2 separate regions of the Mus musculus genome follow, and region 2 is linked to region 1. Evidence: chromatin contacts called from public HiChIP or PLAC-seq data. All regions are on one chromosome and are shown on one strand. The core of a region is the stretch at or near the end of the contact, and the rest is flanking DNA. Distances in the headings are between cores, read along the strand shown.

Region 1 (6,544 bases), core at 2,285-4,784:
GGGAGTCGCGTGTGTGACCCCTGTGAAGCCACCTTCAAGAATGACTAGCCCTTGAAGTCATATCTCTCTCCAGCCCTCAAGAGAGGACGTGAGGAAGGGGGAGAGGGGGAAGGGGACTGAGGGATGGTTGAGCAGAGAGAAGGGTGGGTCTGCCTTCTGTCCCCGCCTTCCTCACCACTCTGGAGGTTTCTCTGGAGAAAGGACGACTGAAGGTCACACAGCGGGAACCAGAACGAGGCCGAGCAGAAACGGGAGAGAGATGCAGCGGGGGCGGGGAAGAAGCAGACGGGTAGAGAAGAGGGAAAAGATCTTGATGCGGGCAAAATAGGTGAGGGCTGGAAAGAGAGGCGAGAAGAGGGTGGGCAGAGAGAGAGAGAGACTCTGAGAGGCGAAGAGATTGCAGAAGGGGACACATTCCTGGGAGCGCGACTCAAATGAAACAGGGAAGGGAAAGGGCACAGGGGGTTAAGGTGACAGACAGAAAGACATAGAAAGCTAAAGGAAGACCCGAGGGGACCCGAAGGATGAAGAAGACCAGATTAAGAACCGGCAGCTGGCGGAGCCCGCCCTTCAACCTTTACAAGGACTCGGGAGCTGTCCGTTCAGCACCCCGCCTCCCATACCAGGCTCATAGCCTTCCGTGGTCCCCCTGCAGAAGGACACGCCCCAAGGTCCCCCTCTTTCCCCGCCCTCCCGTGTCAGTCTGCTTCGTGCGGTGTCCTCAGTCTCCACTTGGCCGCTTCTGTATCTCAGACTTTTGGTGTGTGTGTCATCCGAGGCCAGATCCAGCGGCTTTGCTGTCTCTGTATCTCTAAGAGACTGATTAATCACCCTGTCCTGGGGCTGGATGCAGTTGAAGTGGCTGTCATTGCGGATTTTTCTGTTTGCACCCCCCTCTCTTTGTGCTCTTCTCTATTTTTGAACCCACCGAATTTATCCTCTTTTTCTCTCTACATTTGGCAAACCTATCCTCTGCCCAGCAATCTAAGGTGCCCTGTGTCTCTGTCACCCTCACTGAACATGCCTGCCACAGTCTCCCTGGCTGTTCGTTCATCTCTGCCTTGGCAAATCCTCTGTCATGCCTCTGTAATTCTCTATCTAGGTGGTTCCTGTCCGTATCTCCTCTCTCTCTCCCCCTTCTTCCTCTCACTGAGCTCTTCCGCCCTCCTCCATCCCTGTGACCTTCCAAAGTCTCCCCACCCCCCTTCTGCAGAGTCTCGCATTGGGAGCGTTATGCACCAGTCATCAGTTTAGTCAGCCTTGTGTCTAAGGAAGAATTACATGAAGGAGCCTGAGCCTGTGTCTGGGGTGGGACCTCCAGCCCAGTTAGAAGGCAGGAGGAGCATGCATCTCCTGAGATCTACGACCCTCCTGCCTCCACCCGCCCCAGCCCTTCCCTGCATCTCTAACCTGTCCTCTGTGGACCAGGCACAGACCTCCAGGCTTATTACATCTTGAGAGAAGGAAAGGATAAATGAATAAATGTTGGTAAAAATCCCTCCATCCCATGGGTAAGGAACAGACTTGAGGAAGGGGTGTCTGAGACCCCCCCCCCCTCAGACACCTGCACCTGTGCTGAAAGGTGGGGCTCCTTCTCCTTCCCTTGTCTCCATGGCAACAAGCCGGATCTGCAGGCCCAACCTCCTTTGCTGCAGAGTCAGCCTCCCTGTTACCATGGCAACAGGGGACCGCAGGAGGGATGGGAATGGGCCAGAGAACAGGGTTGTGATGAAGCTCTAGGTGCTGGGGGAAGCCCCCTTCCTCCTTCTAATGTGGTACTATCTCTATTCCTGCCCAAGGCCATCACTCTGTGTCTCTGTGTCCCTCCTTTCCCATGTCCCCTTGAGGTCAGGATCATCTTACTCCTCAAACCCCTTTTTGAGCAAGGTCTCACCATGTATTTCCTGGTTGTCTTGGTGCTTTCTGTGAAGACCTGGCTGGCCTTGAACTCATAAAGATCTGCCATAAAGACTGCTTTTCTGAGTGCTGGGATTAAAGGCATGTTCCACCATGGCCATCAGATCCTTAATCTTAGCATGCACCAAACCCTGCATAGTCAACTCACTCCCTGCTCCTGGCCAGAGTTCTCGTTCCCCACCCCTGTCTTCTACCAGCATCCCCAGAGAGAGTCTAAAATGTTCCCATGAGCAAAATGTTGTCAAGGTGGGCATGGGAGACTGACTCCTCAGGCTCGGATGAGGAGGATAATGGGTGCTGTGTGTGAGAGGCAGGCCTGAGAGCATGGACAAGCAGGAGGCGGGACACAAGCGCATCCTTTTATACACACGGGGATGTGGGTGTGGTGTGTGGGTAGGAGCATTGGGATATGTTTGAAGGTGCAACAAACTCCTGCATCATGACAGCGCAGTAATGTAGGATGTGTGAGATGGTCTCTCGTGGCTGAGTTCTGAATGACTCTGTTATGTGTGAGTGTGTGCACTTTTTTGCCTGTCATTCACAGCAGTTATCTGGCCTGTTTGTACAGCAAGCCTTTTCTCATGCCCCAAACACACCGGGGTATGTGCAAGTGTGTTTGATGGTATTGTATGTTTGTGCGCCAGTGGCCACAGAGGCCTCTGTGAGTGTCTGGAGGAAATGTGGGTCTTATGCTTGCGCAATGGTGCTAAGTGAAGCAATCTCTTGGCTCTCTGTGTGAGATGGTGCAAGGTCAGCTGTGGTGCAGTGTGTGATGGGAGTCTGTGAGGTGGTGTTCTGAGGGCGTGGGCTCTCCACAGCACTTCCGCATCGTGACTGGGTTTCTCTTGTGGTGTGATGGGTGTGAGCTCTTTATAGATTCTCCTTTGGCTGGTTTTTGAGCCTCTGGTTGAAAGATCATGGTGGTGGTGGTGGTGGTGGTGGTGTGTGTGTGGTGTGACTGGGATGTGGTTGAGAGCCTTTGGTGGTACACGTGGAGGTGATGGTGGTACCTGCATGGTGGGGGCATTTCCAGGCCCCCTGGTATGTTCTTGTGGCTTTGTGTCTCCTTTGTGCTGTGTGTGGTGATGCATCTTTGGTAGTTCAGTCATGGGGACACAGTGCAGAGGATATTAGGACCCCCTCCCACCTCCGCAACACCCCTCCACATGTCTCCCCATCAGGCATTATCTTCTTCCTGAACAGTGTCAAACATAGACTCCTGGGGTCCCTTCTACATACTGCAAGATGGTGGCACTCTGGGGCCCTGCATTACTGCAATTCACTGGGCCTTTCCTCCCACCCTGTATCTACCCCACTCCCAGAAGGAGGCAGATTCCAGGGTGCCTCACCCTCAAAGCCTCGGTCCCTAAGATACCTCCCTATATTGAGGGGGGGTCTCTGAGTCCCCACCCTGGGGATGTCCGGGATCACCCCCCCCCCCCGCACTGTGCTCAGCTTCTCAGTGGCCGCCACTTTGCAGAAACAAGGTTGGAGCGGTGAGGGGGGGAAGGGGGAGTACAGCTGCAGTACTGGGGGCCGGGCCGCAAGCTGTCCGTCTGCTCAGTACTGCTCCTGATTGGCCGGAGCCGCCTCCCCCCGCGGGCGCGGGCATATGAGGAGGCGGAGGCCCCGGCCGCCGCAGCCTCTGTGCGGTGGGACCCACGGACCGACAGACGCACGCTCCCACCGCGGCGCGGGCGCTGCAGAGGCCCCCAGCCCGAGCCCGCGCCTGAGCCCATCCTGCGGCCACCGCTCATCAGTCTGAACGCCGCTCTTCCCGCGGAGCCGCCAAGATGGGGGTAGGTGCAGGGGTCGGCTGGACTCTGTGTGCGTGACATCGTGTCCAGTGACTTTGGCTGTGTGCCGGAGTTGGGGTCTCCTGCCCTCCTGAGCCCTGGGGCCGAGTCTGCGGGGACCCGGGAGCCGGCTGACCTGACTAGTTTGTGTGGCTGGGAAAGTGGGCTATTGAGTCGAAGGGGGAATCTGTGGCGCATGTTGGAGGCTTTGTCCACGGGGGGGCGGAGGGCTGGCCCTTAGCATCTCGGTTTGACCTTGTGCGGTTGCTCGTGTGCCCCTTGCATGAGTGTGGCGGCACGAGTGCAAATGCTTGAGGGCGAATGTGTGTGCGCGTGCTTCCGGCTTAATTAATGCAGCCCTAACAGGGTCTGCAGCCATCTGTGCACCCCCTCCCATCTCAAAGCCCGCTACCTGTCTGGGTGTGTCTGAGAGCTATGCCAGTGTTTAGGGGTCATCAAGACCCCATCCCCTCCCCTGGTTCAATGGAGACAGATACAGGTTATGAGTTAGACATAAGATGACCTCTCTTTCTCCTTGCAGACCTGGATAAGGGTGATCTGCAGTGACAGACCTGGGGCTGCAGAGGTTTCGCAGCCCCTAATCTGGGGGGGGGGGGGCGCGTACAGACATGAGGGCTGGGAAGAGGGGGAGGAGCAGGAGATGGCTGGCAGACAAGTGCCTGGCTGAGGGTGTGCAAGCACAGCCGTGTGGTGGGGGTGGGGGGAGCTCGCATGCCTGCTATGTCCTTGCCTCCGTGTCCGTGTGTCCTTCTCTGTCTGTGCATCTCTCCAGCAGATGCAGCCTCCTTCCTTGACCGACCACTTGACCCCTGCAGCAGCTCTGGATTCCTCCCTGTGTGTCTGGGGTGGGGCTTGGGGAGGGCTGTCAGAGAAGGAAGTGGATGGATTGGGGGGACCCCTCCCCGGGTAAAGAGAAAGGGGTCAGCATGGGGAGCCAAAGGGAACATGAACGGTGGGGAGAAAGATGGCGGATGAAGGGCCTACGGATGAAGATGGGGGATGGAACTGCAGATCTGTGGGCTGGGTGGGTGAGGGGGGATGGGAGGGAGGGCTAGATGGGGGAGGGTTAGGAGAGAAAGGGGGAAGTGAGAGTCAGTGATGGCTTTCAGGTAAGTGGAATGAAGTGGGGGGGGTACGGATGGTTGGGAGAGAAGAGAGGGCGCAGGGCTTTGGGAAAGGGGGGTCTTAGAGAAATGGGGATGGGAAGGGAAGGAAATGATTTAGATGTGAGAGAGACAGACAAGGCAGAAACAGAAAGAGACATTGAAAACCAAAAAAAAAAAAAGGGACAAGACATCGAGACAAAGAGAGAGACAGACGTGGAAAGACACAGAGAGACCAAAGGAGAAACTGAAAGAAACCAACCAACCAACCAAACAAACAAACAAATAAAAAATACACTTGAGTAGTGGAAAGAAGAGGCAGAGGTTAGACCGGGAGGTCAAGGTAGGCCTTGGTCAAGGTTTTAGAAAAGACAGTGGCAGGTACCCCGAGATGGGGGTGGGGAGGGCAGAGGCTGCGTGAGCCATGCAGGTTTCAAGGAGGTGGACGGACGCCGTGGAAAATGGCTAGGAGCTGCAGTGGCAGGCTGCAATGAGGCAGACAGAGCCCCCACCCCTAGAGGTGCTCCCACCCTGCAGTGTGCCCATCTGAGCTTCCTGTCTTTCCTGGGAACGCCTCAGTTCCTCATGCCAACAGATGGAAGCCACCCTAGGGGAATCTGCTCATGGCAAGGGCAAGAAGAAGCTGAGGCTTGGTCCCTGGGGACATGGATGCGACTGTCCTCCCAGGGGACTGGACTCCCAGTCTTCCCTTCTCAGATATGAGGGTTCAGGCCTTCAACCCATTCCCTCAGACTCAGGAGGCCAGGCCCAGCATCCTCCCTCACACCTAGGAGTCCAGGCCCCAGACCTTCTGTGTCGGAGCCAGAAGTTGAGCCCTCTATTTCTCATAAAGACCCACACTGCAGCTCCCAGTGATTTGGGGACAGGGCAGCTGATTCCCCTGCCACCCGGCTCACTTCTCCCCTTGACCTCAAGACTGGCTGTTTTCACATCCCTCCACATGTCTGCCTCATCTGCGGGGGCTGACACAACGCCCTGCAGCCCATACGTGCCTCCTTGTCTGAGACGCAGTATTGCTGCAGGGCTGGCCTGGAGCCAAGCTCCCAGCTCCCCGGTGCACTCTTCCTTGGTGGTCCCAGGCTTCCAGGGCTACAGCCCTTCTCTAGGTTCCGAAGGCAGCTCTGGGTCTGGGGGCAGACAGCAGGCAAGTCTGGTTGCTACAAGGTCACGAGGAGATTAGCGCTGAGCTGCACTGAGCCTCCGATCCCAGCTTGGCCCTGGGCCTGCAGGATCTGTCAGCATCCCTTTGCCTCAGCCCACCTCTCCTGCCAGCCTCGGACACCACGCTCCCCACCTGCCCAGGCCACCAAATAAGAATTCAGTTCAGACCTAAGGCTTTTTTTTCTTGCTCTTCCATACCCCAAATCTACCCCCTCCCAATTCCTACTTATTCCTCGAGGGCAGAGCATGCCCATGCCCGTTCAAGACTGTCTGCAGTACACAGCTGTCTGCAGGAGAGAAGTCAGGTTCATATCTTGTCCATGGAGTCTCTTGGGAATGACTACTTACATGTGGCACACTGCCTCCCATGGGAGAGCCTTTGTCCCATGTCATTTGGAGTGCCCTCTCCTCTCATGATTTGCCTGGCTCTGTGTGTGTGTGTGTGTGTGTGTGTGTGTGTGTGTGTGTGTGTGGTCTCCCAAGATCGTCTGAGTCCTTTGAGACATCCACAGTCTCAGGTCAAAC
Region 2 (6,554 bases), core at 764-3,263, 82 kb before region 1:
GGAAAAAAATAGTTAAGAAAAGAAAATCCGGGACTCACCACCACCCAATTTATCCTGCTTCTTCCTGATCAAGTCCCCACCCTAGTGTGGAGGAGTGGGGCAAAGAGAGGAGGAAACAGGGGCAGGGATGGGGCAGACGCCCTGACATTGGTGGAGGGAACCCCCATGCAGCTGGGGGTGGTGGGGACCCTCCTCATCCAACCCCCACACTGGGAAATGAAAAACAAGGAAAAAATTCCTAGGAGGGGGAAAAAATAACCAAATCCCAAGCTTTAACTACAGCTGTGAAACCAAATATCGGGAGGGGGGTGGGAGGGTGGGCTGGAGGGGCAGGTGAGCCCCACGTCTCCCCTCACCTCGGGCCCCTCTCCCCCGAGGACTCGAGATAAGGCACCAAATACCTCATAGAACTTTAATGTTAAAAAAAAAAAAAAGAAACCAAATATCGTTGGCTGGGGGCCAGCCAGGGCAAGGGGCTGGGGGCTGGGCGGAGCCAGGTTTGGTTAGGTGGGGGGGCGGGGACTGCCAGTCCCTCCCACCCCCACCTGCCCCTTCCACTCCAGTCACCCCAGTCTCCGACTCCAGGAAACAAAACTATCTCATCGTTTTTATTTTGTGGTCTGTACAGAGCCTGTGTCCGTGTGTCTGTGTGTGAGCGAGAGAGTTGGACGGCTAGGGAGTTTCACTGGAGTGGGGAGGGAGACCCCAGGCCAGGCTCTGCACCAGCTTGGACATCAGGCAGTGGACCCGGGGCCTGGGCTGGGGGAGAGGTGAGTGGACTAGGGGGAGAAGAGCTTTGAATTTCTCTTCTCCCAGCCCTGACCCCTGCTTAAGGGAGGAACAGAGAGAGGCTGGTCTGCCCTCGACGGTGGGCCTTTTGTGCCAAAAATAAATAAATAATGCCAGTAACTAAACCACCTCTCTGTTCCCTTCTTGGGGGTCAGGGTAGGGACTAGAAGCGGGAGGAAGGGGTTGGGTGTGTGTATAGGGGAGGGGAGGTACGGGGTCTCCAAGCCCTTCCCCTGGGGCGCTCCAGCCAGGGACTAGTCAAGTCGGGGCCCATGACCTGTTGACCTGGCTGTTTCTGTCATCCAGCCCATTCCCAGGGTGCCTCTCTCCCCCTCACCCAGGGTAAGAACTGAGTGAGACAAATGAGCACGATTGAGACACGCGGGCCCCCACCGGTCTCTGAGTGGGAAAGGCAAGTGCGAGAGATAAAGGCCTCCAAGAGAAAAAAAAGAAACAAACCAAAGATTTAACCATTTAAAAAAATAAAAAATAAAAAAAAAATTAAAAAAAAAATAAAACCACAGACAACTCCGCTACCTTTTTATACGTTGGGGAAAAAAAATGAAAAAAAAAAAGTTAGAATTAAAAACTAAAAAAAAAAAAAAAAAAAAAAAAAAAACCAAAAACAAAAAAACAAAACAAAAACAAAACCAGAAACAAAACAAAACAAACAAACAAACAAAAACCCAAAAAAATTTAAAAACAACAAAAAAAGAAAACAGAAACAAGAAACCCACAAAAACTTCAAACCGCGGTTCTTTTGTGTGGTTTAAACTTTGACCTCAGCAGTCTCCAAAGCAAGACGATGATGACAAAGGCGGAAAAAAAAAATGTATATTTTTAAGTATTTGTCCTTGGTGTTAGCTCCTTCCTAAAAAACAAAAGGAGCAAAGGAAAAAAACAAATCCAGAGAAGTGTTGCTGGAATGGAGACTACTTACTTTGTCTGTGAACCCCCCCATTCCTCTGCCCCCGCCTTCTCTAGCCCTGCTGCCCTTCCCCCAACCTGTCCTCCAAGGCTAGGGGCTTAATATTTATTTATTTATGTAATTGCAGGGTGCCAGTGGCTTCTCCTGAACAGAGGTCCTTTGGATCATAGCCGGGTAGGGGAGGGAGGCAGGCATCTTTGGGGTTATGGTCTTTTGATCAGCTTAGCTACCCTGGCTCCGGGTATTAGCCCACCATGGCCGGCCACCATCCCTTCTCAAGGCCAAGGCCCTAGGGCAGAGTGAGCACTGTCCTTGTAAAGATCTGACTGGCTCCACCCTCTCGGTGTGGCTGTCCTCTACAGACTCACTTGAATGCCCAGGTGGAGCCCTGGTAAGTAGTGGGCCAGGGTGGGGGCCCTGGAGTGACCTGCCTTCCCTCCAGGCCCATTGAGGTAGCTCTTTTGGTTGTCAGACCCCTGTGTTGGCAGCCCCTCCCCTCCCCTCCCCGATCCCTTCCCTGTCTCTTCTTGTGGTAGCGGGTTAGTGTTTCCGTGTTTTTAACTTCAATCTGCTTGTTCATTGTACAATGTGCTTCTTTTAAGGCCCCGTTTTTGTAACTTGTGTCATTCATCTGAACCACAAAATCAAAAAAATAAAAAACTAAAAACTGTACAGAGAGAACTGATGTCTGGTGTCCCTTGGCCTCCCGAGTCCTGAGAAGTTAAATCAGGGTGGCGGGGGGAGGGGAAGACTGCTCTGTTAAAATACAGGATCAAGAAGAACGCTGCATGGCTCTGTGTGCCCAGGGTTTGAAAGGCTGAAGAAAGAGGACTGACTGCCTTGAGCACCAAGCTCATAAGCTACTTGGTAAGTACAAGGCCAACATAGGCCTAAGAATGTCTTCAGTGAAGCCGGGCACTGGTGGCGCACGCCTTTAATCCCAGCACTCGGAGGCAGAGGCAGGCAGATTTCTGAGTTCGAGGCCAGCCTGGTCTACAGAGTGAGTTCTAGGACAGCCAGGGCTACACAGAGAAGGGGGGAGGGGGTGTCTTCAATGATGGGCTGGAGAGATGGTTCAGTGGTTAAGGACACTGGAGGAGCACTTCAGTCTTCAGTTCAATCCCCCCTCCCCGCCCACCCCCAACCACAAGGTGGCCCACACGACCATCTATAAAGGGATCTGATGCCCTCTGCTGGAATGCAGGTGTACATGCAGACAGGGAACTCCTACATTTTAAAACAAAATATAAAAGAGAATGTCTCAAAACAAACAAGAAAACAACCCACTCCTAACCACACAGTGCTTAGAAGGCCTGATTTTTTTTTTTAATTACATTCAGAAAACTTGGGGGAATTTAGGAATAATTCAAATTCCTGTGTCCAAAACTCAGTTCTGCCATTTTATAGTAGACACAGGACAACTCCTGGGGTTGTGAAACTGAATGGAATGGTTAAATGATTCAGACAGCTAGATGCAGTGATGGTCACCTTTAATCCCAGCACTCAGGAGGAAGCAGCTGGCAGTCTGTGGCCAGCCTCTCTTACATAGAGTACCAGGGCAACCAGGGCTACAGTGAGACCCAGCTCACTGTTTACATACATACAAACATACATACATACGTACATAGATAGATGGATGGATGGATGGATGGATAGATAATGCTTAGGACTGTTAGCTCTCTAGCATACAGCCTTCAATAAGAACCAAGAAGCCAGGGAACCAGCCAATACTGCCCATGTCCTACCCTGGGTTCTCCCCAGAGGGAACTAAAAAGACCTTTAAAATAAGAGTTGACAATGGGTTGGATGGAGAATTCAGTCAATAAAGTGCCTGCCTGTGTTTGCACTGAAGTGCAAGGACCTGAGTCAGAGCCCCAGAATTCGTGTAAAAATGCCTGGCATGTTGGTGCCCTTGGAATCCCAGTGCTAGGAGTTAGGAAAGTAGAGAGAAGTGGACGCCTTGGGGCAGGATGGCCAGCTAGTATAGCATCACTGGTGAACTTCAGGGCAGGACAATGAGAGATCCTGTCTTAAAGTAGGAGTTTCTGAGGACCACAGGGGAGGCTGTCCTCAAGCTTCCACGTGCACATGCAACAAGAACACTTGAGAATAAGAAGGAAAAAAAAGCTGATAAATCCAAGCCAGTCTGGGGACTCAAACCTCTACTCCTAGCACTGGGGGGAGGTAGAGACAGGAGTTCAAGATCATTTTTGGCTACAGAGAGACCAACACTAGTGCATAAGATCTGGTCTCAAAAATAAACGTACCCAAAGCTGGAAGATTGAGGATTTGAAGTAATCTGGGCTACCTACTAAGGCTTGGCTCAAAAGGGGAGGGGCCTGAGGGCATGGCTCAATGGTTTCTCACTAATGAGGTCGTCATGGGATTCAATCCCCAGGGCCACCCACCTCACACTGACTCTGAAGTCTGATGAATATAACGTATGCACCTCCTTAGAGGGACATCAACTCAAATCATCCTGCCACCTTGAACGTTTCATTTGCAATAGTCACTTTACAGGTCATGGCTGGGATGACTACTAGATGTTACCACTGAGAATCAGAACTGGCCTTAAAACAGAGCCACTGGGCTTCCTTTGTCCTTGTTGCGTCCTGTCTGGCACACAGGTGCTGGGACTCAGGTGATCCAATGGAAAAGAAAGGCTGAAGATGGAAGAAATTAGTGGGAGAGGGCCTTGACGCTTTGAAAAATAGTGTGTAGTGCATGGTTTGGGCAAGACTGAAAGGGGATAAAAAGTAAAGTGGATGGGCTTAGGCCCTGGGTTTCATCCTCAGAACCATTCAAGGAAAAACAAAGAAACCTTTACGTCAGCAAGTCAGCAATAGCTGAGGAAGATCTTCATCAACCTTCAAGGGGCAGTAGTCAGAACCATGGACTCGAGAGCATTCTAGTTTTGGCACCGCCACTATGCGTCTACCTGGAGCATAATGACAAGCAGGCTGTTCTCAACATGCCCTGTCTACTTAGCTGGCTTTCTTTTGTCAAGTGTTACAAGCCACCAGTGGGGCAGTGATCTATTCCCTTGCTTACTTTGCTTCTACAATTTCTAAATAAAGCAGGCAGGCAGCTGGGTGAAATAGCACGGGCTGGTAATTCCAGCAGAGGCAGCCCGGGGCCAAACACAAGAACAATCGTATTAGGTAAGGCAAGCCTTCCTTAAAAGGGCCCAAGGTCATTTTTGTTAGTGTTGGTTGCACAATGCAGGTTCCTGGACTTCCCCTTGGCTGGGCTTGGCTGGGTGCTTATCTTAGGGAGGAGCATCTAACAGCCACCGAGTTTGGGGACTTGTCTTTCCAGTAGATAGGTATTTTCTTTATTGAGTATGGCTCAAGAGGCCACCAAAGTTTTAGCGGGGGTCATAACCAATGATGATGTATCCCCAGAATTTGTGTATTTCTCAGGGGGTTGGTCAACTATTTTTTAGGTATACATGTGTGTCTGTGTATACCATGTGTGTGTGCCCAGAGGGCAGTTGAAAGCCACCCAACATGGGCCCTTTGGAACACCTTTCTGGTCTTTTTTAAAAATTTTTTCTTCAAGACAGATTCTTTGTGTAGCCCTGGTTGTCCTGGAACTTGCTCTGTAGACCAGGTTAGCCTCAAACTGAGATCTGCCTGCCTCTGCCTCAGGAGTGCTAGGATTAAAGGCGTGCGCCACTACTGCCCAGATTTTTGTTTTCAAGGCTCAGTGAAGGATGATCATTCTGTTGTCAGGGGGTTAAACTCTGCTGAAAACACCTTACTATTGTGACAATCGGCACCCTCATGGTTTTCCTCCATTCCAGTCCCTTTTCAGTTGCTTTTCACCTGGTTTGCAAGGATAAAGGCCCTCCCTGTCCTAATCCGCCTTTCAGATGGCTTGTACAGCAGTACACATCTTCCAAGGGGAGGCTGGTTCACCAGTGCCCTTTGTTCCTGGGGAGGAGGACCTAGTGCTTTGGTTTGTGGCTTACGTCTTTCCTGCAGGGCAGGCGGATACGGAACATGGTGCCCATGATTGAGAAATCCTAAGTGGGAAATCAACTGCGTGTGAGAATCATAAGGAATTGTTAGGGATAGCCAGTTGGTACATTTCCTTTAACATTTACCACTGTGTGACTGCAGGCGAATGCAGGCCTTGGTGCAGTGCAGGTAGAGAGAGGTCAAAGGACTTTTGGGAGTCAGCTCCACCATGGAATCCAAAGCCGGACATAAGTTCTCTGTGGCAAGATCCTACTGCCAGGTTGTAACAGGTGTTTGCTTTTGAAAACTAAGGACATAAATAAAAAGGAGGCTGGGTCAGGGAGCTTACTGTCTGTGTAGCCTCATCTCTCGTCTCATCTGAGCAACATATCTAGCCACAAGCTAAGAGGCATGCTCAGTCTAAGGTCTTCTCTGACCCCAAGTTCTCTTTATCTTTCAAGCTGTGTCCTTCTACGTTAAGAAACTCTTTCCAGTAGAACCCCAGGCACTGGAATATTGGGGCAGGAGGTGTTTCAGAGACAAGGCAAATACACACCCTCATTGAGTCATTTCCATTTTCTTGTTGGGAAAGACCATGGGACAGTCAGCATGGAATATGGATGCTTAAATCAAAGGAGACCAGATTTGAATTTAAGCTCTGCCTTGGGTTGAACTGACCATCACCGAGTCACATGCCAGAGGCCTCCTCTGTAGGGTTAAGTTCCAATGTTACTCAAAATAACTCAAGGGCACAGGCCTGTCATCCTAACTACTCAAGGGGCTGTGGCAGGAGGACCAACAAGCTCAAAGCCTGCTTAGGATATAGTGAGTCTGAGGCCTGGACAATCAGCAAACCTGACCTCAAAATTAGATAT

The links. HiChIP or PLAC-seq counts read pairs in DNA pulled down with a chosen protein or histone mark.
Region 2: an H3K27ac HiChIP or PLAC-seq map of embryonic stem cells shows a contact between it and region 1, with 5 read pairs. The contact joins the enhancer-like site here to the promoter of Atp1a3 in region 1. A contact is called at or near these places in 1 of 39 promoter capture datasets (hippocampal neurons), 2 of 15 datasets of contacts at CTCF or cohesin (the NIH/3T3 cell line and stem cell-derived epiblast-like cells), 82 of 484 Hi-C or Micro-C datasets (the AML12 cell line, B cells, the Ba/F3 cell line and 42 more), 10 of 115 datasets of contacts at active chromatin or transcription factors (the HPC-7 cell line, astrocytes, bone marrow-derived dendritic cells and 3 more) and 2 of 9 other capture datasets (embryonic stem cells and pancreatic islet).

Annotation. Positions count from the first base shown.
Region 1 is chr7:25,002,927-25,009,470 of GRCm38.p6, reverse strand. It overlaps Atp1a3 (ATPase, Na+/K+ transporting, alpha 3 polypeptide), which reads left to right and starts at 3,534. Exons shown (of 23, transcript NM_001290469.1): 1 at 3,534-3,716. The coding sequence starts at 3,711.
Region 2 is chr7:25,083,185-25,089,738 of GRCm38.p6, reverse strand. It overlaps Zfp574 (zinc finger protein 574), which reads right to left. Exons shown (of 2, transcript NM_175477.5): 2 at 6,247-6,554. It also overlaps a transcript of Pou2f2 not described here. Among named protein-coding and RNA genes, the nearest start is that of Zfp574, 9.7 kb to the right of the region's middle. Within about 2 kb of position 2,013, at least 33 of the 459 cell types and tissues checked have an H3K27ac peak or open chromatin away from gene starts, as enhancers often do. A contact at or near this core is called in the Ba/F3 cell line, the G1E-ER4 cell line, embryonic stem cells and 2 more, where this site is marked.